Linked DNA regions of Pan troglodytes: region 1 is linked to region 2. The links are chromatin contacts, called in public HiChIP or PLAC-seq maps. All regions are on one chromosome and are shown on one strand. The core of a region is the stretch at or near the end of the contact, and the rest is flanking DNA. Distances in the headings are between cores, read along the strand shown.

Region 1 (4,316 bases), core at 807-3,306, 140 kb before region 2:
TGTCCTAAGGAAGAAACTCCCAGGGTATTCAGCTGGATTCCCCCAGAATTTGGACAGCCGGGTTGGAATAATATCTCCCGGCCCCTTGCCCTCTCCGCAGCCGGCTCCCGTAGTAAACAGCCCAAGCTTTCGTCTCTCCCACAATAAAACACTCCCAGTCCCGGCAATAAAACATGCCTCTGAATCCCTTCCATAAACAGTACCCCAGGCGCCCCAGGAAATCGAGAGCAAATCTTTGGACACAGGGGTGCGGGAGGCAGAAAGAAAATTAAACAATTCCTCGGTTGCTGCGGCACCTGCGCTTCGGCAGCCTGACGAACTGTACCTCCGGCCCTCAGCCGATTCCCTCTTACTTTCGGAAGATGAATAAGCCTCCAAGCTTTCACCCCCCGAAATCAACCCAAATCAGCTCCGCCTCCCCCTCAAATCAGAGAAAGTGTTTGGAAAATGGAGTCACATCCATCACCGAAGATTCCCAATCCGGAAACCCAGAGCTCAGCAACCCAGATAGCATTAAGGAAACTCGAGTGAACTCTATGGACAACCGTGAATCAAACTTTAGAGATTTCAACTTTTCTTTCCAGAGAAATAAAAGGCGCATTCCTCACAGCCATTGGCAACGCTGAGTCCCTTGCAGAAGAGGGGGGGATGACTGTGAGGTTGAATTTGGCTTCTCTCCTTCTCAACCAGCACACTTAGCAAATCCGCCTTGATGGCAGCAGCTTCTCCTTTATGCCAGATTTTTTACAAATTACACCACACTTAGAAAAGGAGGAGAGAAGAAGATGGTGGTGGGGAGAGAGAAACGGGGGGAGGGAAGGAGAAAGAAATCCCAAATCAAAACAAACAGGAGAGGAAAAAAAGAGAGAGAAACACCTCCTAACAAATTATCACGGGGTATATCGCCTTTCGAAAAAAAAAAAAAAAGGCGGGGGAGGGGGGAAGCGAAAAATAAGAAAAACAAAAAGTAACAACATTCCCCAACTCCTTTCTTGGATCTACATATTCCATAGATTTTTTTTTAAAGGCGATGTTAAATCAAATTAAACTTTAATGCAGCACAATTACTTTTAAAGAAATTAGTCCATTTAGGTTGCATTAAGGTAAAATAAGGAACAAATTGACAATTTCCTGCCCCGGCTTCTCCTGGCTGCCCGGGCGAGAGGCGCGCACTCACCTAGCCTGGCGTCCAGGAGGTCGGCATGAGACAGCATCGCGCACCGCTCCAGGGCGAAAGCTGTTCCCCCCCAAATTTTAGCGGCTTTAAGTTATTTAAAATAGATATAAGCTATAAGCTATACGATATAGATATATATAGATCACCTAAATGAAAGAAAATTCGGTTTGTGGTTAAAAAGGGGGCTTCTTGCATTATAATGTCCTTTAGAGAGACGGGGAGGTGCTTAACAGTTGAATGAACCCGTGAGCAGCTCGGCGAGGGGACCAATCAGGAGGGCAGCCTGCAAATGTCAGCGCCCGGAGAGTCCCCCACTCCGCCCGCCCGCTCGCCTGCGCCCGCCTGAAGGAGGCGGCGGCAGCCCTGGCAGCTCCAGCCCGGAGCAGGAGCTAAAGCAGCGTCAGCCGCCTCGGCCTCGCCCTGAGCTTCTGGGCCCGGCTCCCTCTAGTTCTTCCCTGCGATTTTCTCCAGGCTCCCCTTTCCTTCCCCTTGGCCGGCGCTGCGCGCTTCGAAGGCGTAGCTCTGTGCCTCTGAGCTAACATCTTCCTAGGGCAGGGGCAGAGCAGGGGTCAGAGCGGGCCATGACCCTGGCGTGACCTGAGGGTCGCCCCCACCTACGCTCTCTGGGCCTGCCGCTCATATTGGCCCGCCAGCCCAGGGCGCGACGAGGGCACACCGCGGCCTTCAGACAGCGCCTAGACTTCGCCGCGGCTCAGCAGGCCTGCGCCTAGGGTCCAGGCGCCCTGGCTGTGCCCCGGGGTCTATACGAGCCCCAACCCCACAGTGGGCCTAGAGCGCAAAGAGTCGGCTTCCCTGGCACCGCCAGCGCCCGCTGTCTGCTTTGGGGACCCTCGCGGAGTGTGGGTTCGAGCGCTCTGCACTCTTCTCACCGGGCTTCTTCCCGGCTCCTGCTCTTCCGCTTGGCCCACGCCCGCATCCTCGCCCCTAACTCGCTCTTTTGGTCAAAGTTTCTAAGTTCAGCTCGGCTCCCAACTCCACTTAAGGCTGTAAATAAAGTTAAATGCTCTTTATTTTCCTCTTGAATATGTTAAACTACTTGAACAATTTAAAGTGCTTTGCACAAGTGAAGCGAACCATTTCTAATGTTCTGATTTTTCAGAGCCAGCCAACAACAAAGTTTAGATTAGTAATATATTTCTAACCAGAGTAATTTTCAAGATCATTAGGCATTTATGTAATTAGTGCCAAATCTATAAGCTTTTATTACGATTATTAGAGTAAAATCAGTATAAATTTGTACTAATTTACTACTGTTTAGACTTGGCTGTCAAGCCTAGAGGTTCTTATTGTAAATGATAACTGAGGAAATTAAGTGCAAAATTCTGTACCATTTCTGATCTGCTCCTAAACAATCCGTTTCAATTGTATTTGTAGCAGAACATAATGCCCTTTTAAAGTTATTTGACTTGTATTTTTATTTGCAACACAAGAAAAATGCCCTCTACCCAGTCACAATGAAAGCTGATATTTACTACTCCCAACTTGATTAACATTGATTTTTAATTCGAGAGTGATGCAATTAAGATTATTCATTTAGTGCAAATAAACCTTCCACAAAAGGGTGGCCCTATGAAGTCTGTTTTAAATAATACTGAGCAAATGGCTTTTTTTGTTCGCAGTCCAATTGACTTAGACAAAACATTGAAAATGCTGGCTGAGAGCAGATGCGAGAGGAATTGTGTGTGTGTGTGTGTGTGTGTGTGTCCTCAGCTGTATGTGTGACAGGGACCGAGCAAGGAGACAAAGGAGGCGGCAAAGCGAACTCTCGGGCAGTTTTGTTTCCTCCTTCCCTCCTGCAGCCCGTTCGCCTCCTCTCCTGCACACACACGTGCGCGCGCACACATATGCACACACGTGTGAATGCAGGGTATTGGCCACACCAGTTTCTTCTGAGCTGCGGAGACCGCTTCCCGGGAAGCTCCGGGCCGGACTGGGTTTCAGCGGCTGCTGCAGCTGCTACCAACGCGGCCTATGTGGGACTGGGCGCCGGGGTCGTGGACTCAGGCTCGCGGCGTGTCTGGGAGCCGCTAGGGTTTTTGGCAAGCGGCCGCAGCCCTTCTGAGAAACGCTTTGCCTGGGAGGAGAATTCCGAGACCTAAAGCAAACAAAGTCTCCCCAATAAAAGCTTTCTTTGCCCCCAAACAAAACCTCAAATCTAGAAGCTAGAGCGCTGGGAGCGCACAGCAAAAGGAGGCCAGACAGCAGCCCAGGGAGGGGCGGCGTGAGCTCAGGACGGTGACTCGGGAGTACGCACCGGCCTGCGCACGTCCAGGGACTCGCAGGAGGTTTCTGCCCACCTGGGTGGGGCTTGCAGGGTGTCCACACCGGAACGCAGGGTCAGAAGTGGGGGGAAAGTGGCTAAGGAAGAGACAGGGAGACCTGGCCCCAGAACCCTGCTCCCAGAAATAGGCAGGTCCGCCAGGCCGCACAGCCTGGCTCCACACGCTGTCTTGAGGGAGGGAGAAGGGGCCGCGACCTGGGGAGACAAGGATAAGGGCGCGGGGCCGCGCGTCTCCACGTGCGTGCACACAAGCGCTAGTGTCCCCATCCCACAGTCGCCCCCGGAACGGCGCCGGCTGTGCAGCGATCTCCCACACGCACTCGCTCGTATATTCTGTTTTGTTGTATCTTTCAGGTCGATAAATAAATGTGTAATAGTTAATGTGAAGACACATCAGAGTAATAACAATGGGACGAAATCAAAGGATTATCCATCTCTGTTAGTAACCGCTGAATAACAATGTTGCGGCGTGATTGATAGCCCGCTTCATTTTATGACTTTTCTATTGGTCTTGATTTTTATAGCAGTATAAACAAACTAAATCATTTCTTGCAAGACTTCAGAGCATAAGCATCTCGGGTGGGGGTGGGGGAAGGGAGAAAGGAAAGAAAAAAAAAGGGAAATCTGAGAGTGGGAAGGGGGCGGTGTGGGGCGTCGAGGCGGGGAGGGCGCAGGCTGGAGTTGGAGCCGGGTGCCCGCCGCCAGCAGGCAGAGCGAGAAAAACGACAATAGCCTGGATGTAAAAAGCTCGCCCCTGCTCCCGGTTCCCTCTCGGTAGCTCGTTTTGGCCAATGTCTGAATCCACCTGGGTAGCGCCTGATATGTATTTACCAGAGT
Region 2 (4,344 bases), core at 382-2,881:
AATAAACTTCTAAACTGATTGAGACCTGTCTCAGGTACTTTCTTGGTTTACAGGAATTTAAGCAAATTACAGGACTGCACTACCCATGAGTTTGTGAAAGGAAAAATAAATCTCAGGACCCCAAAATCACTAAGCCAAAAAGAAAAGTCAAGCTGGGAATTGCATCAAGCAAACCTGCCTCTCATTTTATTCCTGAATAAGATAGCTACAAAGATTAAAAAAAAAAAAAAAAAAAAAGCTACATACCTCCCTCACAATTTGCCCCCAAGGAAATTCCTTGTGGGCCTCAAGACCTTCACTCTAAAACAGTTCTGTTGTATTTCACCCTGGCAATGTAAATTGATAGCTTATCTTCACAGGTATGGGACAAAGGACAGAACTCAAAGTCACCCCTCTACCCACCTGAGACAAATGCGTAACTGACTGCTTCCTCTGCCCTACTGTGTATGTAAAATCGCAGATTCATTTAGCCGACTAAGGCATAAGTGACTATTCTTCTATCCCTCTCTCACATGTAAATTGTGTATTAAGTGAAAAGCTGATCAAAGACTCAAAAGAATGCAACCATTTGTCTCTTATCTATGACCTGGATGCCCCCCATCCTTCTAGTTGTCCTGCCTTTCTGGAGGGAACCAAGGTACACCTTACCCATTGACTAATATCTGAGGTCTCCCTAAAACGTATTACACCAAGCTGTGCCCCAACCGCCTTGGGCACATGTCATCAGGACCTCCTGAGGCTGTGTCATGGGCACGTCCTTGGCAAAATAAACATTCCAAATTAAGACCTGTCTCAGATACTTCTGGTTCACAAGTTACTTAAACAGCATCTCACAGCCTCTGGGGCGAGCTTCGGGGAATCTGACTGGAGAAAGTGAGGCCACATAAGTTTGCTGAGTGTGCTAGAAGTTCAGGCCCAGTTCTCAAAGCCTGCCAGTCACGCCAGCCATGTTAGGTCACACGGCTCCACTACGGTCTTTTTTGACGAGGCCCAGATCCTCCGCATCCCCCTAAACTTCAGAGCCTGCTTTCAAGCCCATTTGAGAGCACAGCTGGGATCCCGCTTCCCCGGGCCAAGTTCAGCAAGGAGAGGCCGGCGCGCGCACACAGGAGGCACGGGATCAGGGCCCGGCCCGCCCTCCCGCCCTCGCAGGCCGCGGCCCACCACCTTCCCACCGCGGGCGCCGAGAAACCGGGCCACCGCCGACTCTCCCCGCAAATCAGAGCGGCCAGTGAGCGGAGAGGGACGGGAAGCGCCGTGCGAGGCTGGCGGGCTCGGGCGTCAGCGCGCCCCGCTGGGTCCCTGCCAGTCCCAGCCAACTGCGGAGCCCCGGGTGCGGCCTGGAGTTCGGAGCCCGCCTCGGGCCTCCTCGGGCCTGCGCTCCGCTCAGCCTCGCGGGCCGCCGCCATGAGGTGACGAAGAGGAGGTGCAGGGCGCCGCTCCCGGCTCCTTACCGCTTCACCACGCCGGTCTTGATCTTGATCTGTCTCACGCGAGGATCGGCCATGGTCCCTCGAGCGCCGCGAGAAGGAGGGGCGGAGAGCCGGGGTAACCGTGGAGGGCGACGCGCAGAGGCTGCGGCTATTTAGGCGTGGTCGCCGGCGCGCATGCGCAGGCTGCGCGGCCCGGCGTCCCCGCCACGCCCCGCGGGGCGGGTTTACTAGAGGGCGGTACCCTGCTCCCGCCAGTCCCTTTACCCCTCGTGCGCCCCTTTACCCGTAGTGAAACGTGCCCTCCTCCTCTCTCTCGGACTGTCCCTCTTTTTACTTCAGGCGCAAGTTACACTATCCCGGTCTCCACAGCCTGGGCCTTTGGGGAAACTAACGTCTCTTTGGGACGTTGCTTTGCGGGATTATCTGCTTAATGGACGGAGTGACCTAAAAAATGTATTAAGGGTATTTTCGATGTCATTATCTGGTGTCAGATGAGGCAAAGTGATGCATGTGTAGTGAAACAAACTGCCATCATGCACGTACTCAAGAAAATCCTTGCCCTTTACCTCAAATCCCTGCAAGAAGGTTTGTAGATAACGTGCCTTTCAAACGAAATGACTAATAGAACTTCTTCAGATGATCACCTATAGTGTATCCTAAATATTTAACTTACAAGAATGTGTGTCGCACACAAAAGCTTGGGCTTCCTGATCAGAAAAACCGGCTTACAATCGAGGTTCCACCCTTTAATAGCTAGACAATTAGCTAGACAACACTGATACGTATGCCGTTTAGCCTCGCAGCTGATCAGTCTGCAAAATGGAAATAATAATGTCCATTTTACAGATTAGGTATAAGGGTTAAAACACCTAGCTCATTGTCTGACGCATGGTAGATGCTGAACAACATTTGACTATTTTATATGTTCAAATATATATTTGTTGCATAAAATGAGGCACATCTACAGTGAGCTCTAGCAGTCCCTTCCTAAGAGAATCTCCTGAGGAATACAGGGCAGAATCGCCCTTTTTAAAATTGCTTTTCTTTTTCTTTCTTTTTTTTTTTTTTTTTGAGACAGATTCTCACTCTGTCGTGCAGTGGCTTGATCTCGGCTCACTGCAACCTCCGCCTCCCGGGTTCAAGTGATTCTCCTGCCTCAGCCCCTAGAGTAGCTGGAATTATAGGCGCGTTCCACTATGCCTGGCTAATTTTTTTTTTTTTTTTTTTTTTTTTTTTTTTTTGTATTTTTAGTAGAAACGGGGTTTCACCACGTTGGCCAGGCTGGCTAGAACTCCTGACCTCAGGTGAGGCCCACCTCACCCTCCCAAAGTGCTGGGATTACAGTCATGAGCCACCGAGCCCACCCCCTTTTTAAAATTTCTTGGTACCATCCTTCAAAGACACCCATATGACTGTCTTTTTCCTTCCCTAGCCTGACTTACTCATTCTCACTTTCATGACTGGTCCTGGAATCCCCTTCATCCCGCCAGCCCAAGGCCATTACTTTAAATCCAGGATCAAAACTGAGCAAAGTCTACCATGACTCACCCCACGTGTTCAATCTTCCCTGGATGCTTTGGAGTCACCCAGCAGTCATCATTATTTTTAGTATATTTCTTTTTTAAATTATTGTTTGGTCCTTCGTAAGGGTTTTGTTCAGCTTCGTAGTTATAAATCCTGGTTCATAAACGTGTTTAGAGGCAAGATTCTTGTCTTCCATAAATCTTCCTTCCCCAACCTCCTCCACCTGTGTTTTGTGCACAATGGGCACAGAATTCAATAAATATTTTTATTCTGCTGGCTGGTATACTGAAGTGCAATTCCAAGTCACACAGCAGCGCTGTGAAATACTGGAGGGAGGGGTAGATAAAACACAACAGCAAACTTACCAAAGCAAAATGACATGCACACACACACACAAACACACACACACACACACACACACAAACAGCAGCTACAAGCCACAAACCAAAAGATGGTGCAGCTAGGGCTTTTGCTACCGTTAAGGTCTTTCCTTTGATTAGGTAGCAAAAACCATGTAACTCGTCATATTTTCCTTTTTTGCTTTGGTTTCAAGAAGCTCAGAGCTCAGTTTTGTGCTAATTTGCAGGAGTTTCTCTCAAACTAGGTTTCCCAATACAAATACCTGCTGTTTCCCCCCAATCCCCAATTCTGCCTCCCTCCTTTTGCCCCCTTTCTCTTTGTTTTAATTGATTTGTATCTGTGCCTTTACTATAAATCAATAATCAGTAAATGTCAGCAGCCAAAAGACCTCTGCTGCTACTGCCATTGTGTGTTTCCAGGCCCATTCCCAGGCTCTGGAGGACACTTTGTGAGTTTATCTGTGTCTGTGTATACAGTTGACCCTTGAACAACAGTTTCGAATTGTGCAGGTGTGTCAGAGGTGTTTGAACCAAAGCAACTCCATCTTGAATAGGGTCTGGGTAATATGAGGCTGAGATCTGCTGGGCTCTCTTCCCAGGAGGTTAGGCATTCTTAGTCACAGGATAAGATGGGAGGTTGGCAGGACTGGTTTCACTAGACACAGACCACAAAGACCCTGCTGATAAAACAGGATGCTGTAAAGAAGCTGGCCAAACCCCACCGAAACCAAGATGGTGACAAAAGTGTTTTCTGGTTGTCCTCAATGTTCATTATATGCTAATTATAATGTAGCATAATAAAATAAACTCCCACCAGCACCCTGACTGTTTACAAATACCATGGCAACACCTGGAAGTTACCCTATGTGGTCTAAAAAGGAAAGGAACCCTCAGTCCCAGGAAATCCCCACCCTTTCCTGGAAAGCTCATGAATAATCCACCCCTTGTTTAGCATATAATCAAGAAACAACCATAAGTATACTCAGTCAAGCAGCCCATGCCACTGCTGTATGCAGTAGCCGTTTTTT

The links. HiChIP or PLAC-seq counts read pairs in DNA pulled down with a chosen protein or histone mark.
Region 1: a contact with region 2 is called in an H3K4me3 HiChIP or PLAC-seq map of stem cell-derived excitatory neurons, with 4 times the contacts expected there. The contact joins the promoter of OTP here to the promoter of TBCA in region 2. A contact is called at or near these places in 1 of 7 Hi-C or Micro-C datasets (stem cell-derived neural progenitor cells), 1 of 1 datasets of contacts at active chromatin or transcription factors (stem cell-derived excitatory neurons) and 1 of 1 other capture datasets (stem cell-derived neural stem cells).

The regions. Positions count from the first base shown.
Region 1 is chr4:38,407,369-38,411,684 of NHGRI_mPanTro3-v2.0_pri, reverse strand. OTP (orthopedia homeobox) reads right to left here and starts at 2,056. Exons shown (of 3, transcript XM_001143053.7): 1 at 1,178-2,056. The coding sequence starts at 1,214.
Region 2 is chr4:38,270,636-38,274,979 of NHGRI_mPanTro3-v2.0_pri, reverse strand. TBCA (tubulin folding cofactor A) reads right to left here and starts at 1,631. Exons shown (of 4, transcript XM_001142906.6): 1 at 1,455-1,631. The coding sequence starts at 1,507.